2 separate regions of the Mus musculus genome follow, and region 1 is linked to region 2. A link is a contact called in public promoter capture Hi-C data. All regions are on one chromosome and are shown on one strand. Each heading gives the region's core, a stretch centred on a gene start, on an enhancer-like site or on the middle of the called end of the contact. The rest is flanking DNA. Distances are from core to core; before and after follow the strand shown. Region 1 holds the start of Amigo3 (adhesion molecule with Ig like domain 3). Region 2 holds the start of Rbm15b (RNA binding motif protein 15B).

Region 1 (2,830 bases), core at 66-2,565, 1.2 Mb before region 2:
AGTGTCTGGTTGTGGTGCAGGCGGGGCCCACTGGCCAGGCACACAAAGACGCCTGCGTGCTGCTCTTGCACCCTGCCTATGGCTAAGCTGCCATCAGCCAACACAGCGATGCTACCATCCTGAGAGGCTGGCGCCACAAGCAGCTCATTCTTCGGGGAGACCCAGGCCACCCGAGTGGCAGGCACACTGGTGTTGCAGAAGAGCCTCAGGGACTGGCCCACCTGCGCGTGCAGCTGCTCTTCAGGCAGCTCTAAGCCTGGAGCTGCAGCCACAGAGCAGTTCTTGAAGACCCGGCTGTGCTCAAAAAAGCGCACTCGGGACTCTGACACCTTAAAGACCAAGCATGTGTACTCGCGTTCAAAATCATGCAGGGCACTCAGGCCCCGCTGGTGCCAGCGCCGGAGCAGGTGGTAGAGGCTGCAGTCACAGGGCAGCGGGTTGTTGTGCAGGTAGAGCCTGTTCTTGAGATAAGTTGGCAGTGCAGCCAACTCAGGGATGGAGATATGTTTCAGCCAGTTGGAGGAGAGGTCCAGAGTCCGCAGGCGGGTTAACCCCAGACCGTGCAAGTGGTTGAAAGAGAAAGAGGAGAGCTCGTTGCAGCTGAGATAGAGGTGGCTAAGCATGCGCAGGCCCTGGAAGGCATCCAGGTCCAAGTGCATCAGGCTGTTATTGAACAGAAGTAACTTCTCCAGCTCCTCCAGGCCATCCAGGTCATGGGTATGGAGCATCCTTAACATATTAGAGGACAGGTCAAGTGTCCTCAGGCCACTGGCATTGGTGAACGCACCATGGCCCAGGACTTCCAGCTTATTATAGCCTAGGTGCAAGGCACGCAGCCGGGAGAGGGGCGCTAACCACCCCGGGTGCAGGCGTTTGAGTGCGTTGTGGCTCAAATCGAGTTCTGCAGCAGTGGTAGGCAGTGCTACCGGCAAGTCCTGTAACCCACGGCCCGCACAGCTCAACACATCGGCAGCACAGATGCATATATCGGGGCAGTTGTGGGGAGCAGGAGGCAGAACATCCTCCAAGTCTGAAGTGCCCAATCCAGCACCCAACATGCATAGTAGTATACCTGATAGCACTAGCCAGGCCATGCCAGTGACTACCAGGGAAGATATGGGGACAGCTCAGTGCAGGTCAACAGCTCCAAGACTCACCTACTTCTGCACAGGCTTGCGGATTGTGGTTCCCTATGGCCCATGGCTCGAGAGGCACAACGCTGGCTCCCCCTGCCCAGCCGGCTTCTCCTGCTCTTCTGGTCTGGGTTGTGAGGTGGGGCCCGCAGCCCTTCTTCTAGCTTCTCCAAGAGCTTTCTGACTGGATTCTAAGTACTAGCTAGGAAATGACCGCTCAGGGGCGGGGACCTAAGTTCCCATTGGCTCCTGCTGTTAAGGGGCGGAGCAGCCACATCTCTTGGCACTTAAAAAGCCAGTGTGGCCACCAGAGGGCCCCAGTGTCCCAGTCTGCTTGGCTGGAAGCCTGACTTCCCTCTTGAAGAGCAAAAGGACTTAGGGGAGAATGCCTTCAGCCCTCAGAGGATTGGTGTGTAATGGGGTAGGTGGAGTCCTTGCTGCTCTCTTAGATTTACTTATGTCTGTGTATGTGAGCATTCGTGCAGACGTCGGACGACGACTTGTGAGGTTCTGGGGATCAGACCCAAGTTACCATAGCTGGTAGCAAGCACCTTTTTATCAATAGCACCCTTCTCTTTAAACTGGTATTCAGGTCATGTGGGACCAAACACCTGGGAGGGTTGGTAAGTAATAGGGGGGAGAGTGGAGGCATAATAATGAGCGAGGCCTCTGGATATTCATCTGTCCCACGTGGAGAAAATGTTCACACAGGCTCAAAGCCTTCCTACGACCTATGCACCCTCCCCTACCTAGGACAGAGCAAGCCACCTCTGTGCTCCTGGCTGATCCCTGCTTCCAGCTTCGTTCCATATGCTATCTCCTGGGGCAGCCAGAGCCCCTAGCACCTGGCACTACCTTGCCTGCCCCTGACCGGAAACGCTTCTCTCTACAGAGTTGTAAGTGAACCAGCGGGTGGGTCAGGTCAGGGAAGAGTTTCAGGATCCTCAATAGCAAATTCCCTGCCTGGGAGTATTCAAGAGGCACTGAGTTCTCAGACGACAGGGGCCCTGATGCTACCTACTACTGATGCAGATACAGATTATATCAGCGCTGAGGAGCTGGCCCAGGTGGAACAGATGCTGGCTCACCTGACCGCTGCATCTGCCCAGGCGGCCGCCGCCTCCCTGGTGAGTGTGGCATAACAGAGGCCGTTTTACTAATCTGTAAACACCAGGACAGGGGTAAGGATCCCAGCCCAACTCCTCCACTCTGCCCTGTAGCCCACCAATGAAGAGGACCTCTGCCCAATCTGCTACGCCCACCCCATCTCTGCTGTGTTCCAGCCTTGTGGTCACAAATCCTGCAAGTAAGTGGGCCCCATGGACTTGGGGAGGCAAATTAGGACGCACGAGGTAGCACTCCTTCCCTCCCCTCTTGTAGAGCCTGCATCAACCAGCACCTGATGAACAACAAGGACTGCTTCTTCTGCAAAGCCACCATTGTATCTGTAGAGGACTGGGACAAGGCAGCCAACACAAGCGCCATGTCCTCAGCTGCCTAGGCCATCCTGGAAGCTCCGCCATCAGCCGCAGACCGGGCCCTGTTTACCCATCACCCTCACTCTTACCACTTCCACCCACCCATCTGCCTGTGTGTAGCCTCGCTGGTGGGAGCCTGAGCTTGACTTCCAGTCCAGGCTACAGTGAGCATTAAATTATTATTCCAAACAGCCCTGGGCCCGCTCTTCTTGAGGGAGT
Region 2 (3,136 bases), core at 544-3,043:
CAATTTCCCCATCCCCAAGTGGGGACAATTTACTTCCTTCTTTGCTGGTTTACTCTAGGACTTCAAAGTTTGTCTGGGATTTTTTTATTAAAAAAAATTGTCTTTGGAGAGTTGAGCTGGCACAGTATTCTGTCCTATAGATTACTGGTTTATCTTTCCAGTCTGAAAAGATCCCTCAGCCTGCCAGTGCTGAGGGCCTGAAACTCCCATAACAGGACTTAAGAGCTTGGGCAGCCAATGTCTTGTGGGTTTGGGCTTCTGGGTGTCTGATACTTCAGCCTGGTGAGGTTAGACTTGACCCCTGACCCCCACCCCCATCCAGTCCAGTAGCAGGGGCTGAAGGTTCTTGAGCTGCTGTTAAGTCTAAAGGACATTTACATTTGGCTCAGCCTATGCAGAAGGAGAACTGTGAGCTGAGTACAGGTGGTCAGACCATAGCGTATCTTTACCCCGCCTGGTACTTAAACTATTCATTCATCGGGGTTCCAGTCTAGCATCAGAACAAGGACCCTTGCTTACCTATATTTTTGGCAAAGTTGGCAGGAATCGGTTTACAAAGAAGCAGTGTGAGCTGGTTGTAGTGGAAGGCCTGAGGGAGTTGTGTGCACTGTGGTTTTCAGTTGCTCCCTTTGCTGGCACTTGTGAACTGTGCCTCAGTGGGGAAACTTTGCTCCTGCTGCCTCCAGAGATAATGAGAAAGGAGCAACTGCTAAGAAGTTATGTTTTCCAAAAGGCTCGTCTTAGCTATCTTCTTGTGTGGTCCCCAAATTCACTTTGCATTCGCAGGGCCTTACATGAAGCCCTCTGCTGTTTCTTCCAAGTTCCTCCTGCACTTTCTCCTCCTGCTGGTTGCTTTCTGCTTATGGGAGGAGGGAAGAGCTGGGTGCGTTCTTCGACATCCTACAGATGCATCAATGATCCAGCAACCGTCTGTGGAGAGCATAAGCCCTAGGGGCCTTTGAGTACTCTTGCCGGTACTTCACCTCATCTCCTGGATGTGGTCAGAACACTGGCCAGCAGTCTGTCAACTTGGCAAGAAGTGATAATGGCATTACCTGCTCTTTACCCTTGGCTCAGCAGCCCCACCTTCCCAGCCTCCTGTCCGCCCAGACACCTACAGCAGAAATTTGGACCCAGTGGCACCAAGATGCCTGTCTGTAGGTTGCAAACGCATTCTAGTTTCTGTACCTGGACCCCGGGGAGGTCTCACCTGTGTCTATCAGGACAGTGCCTGAAGAATTCGAATGCATAAGATGCCTGGATGTGGGTCCTAGGCAGGGTGTAGGCATCCTTGTGTGTCTATTTTCAAGGGGGCCAACTCTGGTCCTAATCAGAAAACTCCATGGAAGGAAATAGAGTTTCTTCAATCTAGTGGCAGGTTGGAGTGGGACGCGCAACACTTGGCTTCGGGCCAAGCGGCCACACCTGCTCCGGTGGGCGTGGCCCCGAGGCGGAAAAAGATAGGCGGACCCGGAGTAGCAAGCAAGCCCTGGAGCACAAAGCGAAAGCGCAGCCGCGGCCTGCCGAGCTCGAGAGGGAATCTGCGCGCGACCCAGGAGCCGGGTGCCTGGGCTCCGGCAGCCACGCGGCGGCGCCAAAGCTCGCAAGACAGGCCGCTTCCTCTGGTTGCCAAGATGTCACGTGGTGCGGGGCCACGGAGCTCCGTGATAGGCAGCGAGCGAAACTCTCGGCCCGCCCACCGCGGTCACGTGTCGCGGCCGGCGCAGCTTGATAACGCAGCGCCGGGCCCCTCGGCGCCGCTCCCGCCCCGCCCCGCCGCCGCCGCCGCGCCGAGTCCTTTTGTCCAAGATGGCGGCGCCGGGGGCGCTGCCTCCTGGGCCGCCGCCGCCGCCGCTCTGAGGGACCCGCGGGCCGCCCGCCCGCCCGCCGAACCGGCGCGATGAAGCGGCAGAGCGAGCGAGACTCCAGCCCGAGCGGGCGTGGCTCGTCATCGTCCGCCAAGCGGCCGCGGGAGCGCGAACGAGAGGCAGAGGCGGGCGGGCGGCGGGCAGCGCACAAGGCCTCCGGCGGTACCAAGCACCCGGTCCCGGCGCGGGCTCGCGACAAGCCCCGCGGCAGCGGCGGAGGCGGCGGGCATCGCGACGGGCGCGCTGCCGGGGATGCGAATCACCGGGCGAGCGGCGGGCGCTCCTCGGGCGCGCCCGGAGGCGGGGGACGCACCGGCAAGGCCTCCGGGGACCCGGGTGCTGGCGGCGCGTCGCCCCGCGCATCTCCACTCCCGCCGCCCCCGCCGCCCCCCGGGGCGGAACCCGCGGGTCCGGGCTCCACCGCGGCTCCGGAGTACAAGACGCTCCTCATCAGCAGCCTGAGCCCCGCGCTGCCGGCCGAGCACTTGGAGGACCGGCTCTTCCACCAGTTCAAGCGGTTCGGGGAGATCAGCCTGCGCCTGTCACACACCCCGGAGCTGGGCCGCGTGGCCTACGTGAACTTCCGGCACCCACAGGACGCGCGGGAGGCTCGCCAGCACGCCTTGGCCCGGCAGCTGCTGCTCTACGATCGCCCGCTCAAGGTGGAGCCGGTGTACCTGCGCGGCGGCGGGAGCAGCCGGCGCAGTAGCAGCAGCAGCGCCGCCGCCTCCACGCCGCCCCCCGGGCCTCCCGCGCCCGCCGACCCCCTGGGCTATCTGCCCCTGCACGGTGGCTACCAGTACAAGCAGCGCTCGCTGTCTCCGGTAGCCGCCCCGCCCCTGCGGGAGCCCCGCGCGCGGCACGCCGCCGCAGCCTTCGCCCTGGATGCTGCTGCCGCGGCGGCCGTGGGACTGTCTCGAGAGCGAGCCCTGGACTATTACGGGCTGTACGACGACCGCGGCCGCCCGTACGGCTACCAGGCCGTGTGCGAGGAGGACCTGATGCCGGAGGATGATCAGAGAGCCACTCGAAACCTCTTCATCGGCAACCTGGACCACAGTGTTTCTGAGGTGGAGCTTCGACGGGCCTTCGAGAAGTACGGCATCATCGAGGAGGTGGTCATCAAGAGGCCTGCCCGCGGCCAGGGTGGTGCCTATGCCTTCCTCAAGTTTCAGAATCTGGACATGGCACACAGGGCGAAGGTGGCTATGTCTGGCCGGGTGATTGGCAGAAACCCCATAAAGATAGGCTACGGCAAGGCTAACCCC

The links. Capture Hi-C pulls out chosen DNA fragments and counts their contacts.
Region 1: a promoter capture Hi-C map of liver shows a contact between it and region 2, with 2.1 times the contacts expected there. The contact joins the promoter of Amigo3 here to the promoter of Rbm15b in region 2.

What each region holds. Positions count from the first base shown.
Region 1 is chr9:108,051,644-108,054,473 of GRCm38.p6, reverse strand. It overlaps Amigo3 (adhesion molecule with Ig like domain 3), which reads right to left and starts at 1,315. Exons shown (of 1, transcript NM_177275.4): 1 at 1-1,315. The coding sequence starts at 1,094. It overlaps Gmppb (GDP-mannose pyrophosphorylase B), which reads right to left. Exons shown (of 9, transcript NM_177910.4): 9 at 2,554-2,830. It overlaps Rnf123 (ring finger protein 123), which reads left to right. Exons shown (of 39, transcript NM_032543.2): 36 at 1,887-2,029; 37 at 2,166-2,260; 38 at 2,354-2,439; 39 at 2,514-2,802. The coding sequence ends at 2,634.
Region 2 is chr9:106,885,732-106,888,867 of GRCm38.p6, reverse strand. Rbm15b (RNA binding motif protein 15B) reads left to right here and starts at 1,793. Exons shown (of 1, transcript NM_175402.5): 1 at 1,793-3,136. The coding sequence starts at 1,901. It overlaps Manf (mesencephalic astrocyte-derived neurotrophic factor), which reads left to right. Exons shown (of 4, transcript NM_029103.4): 4 at 1-115.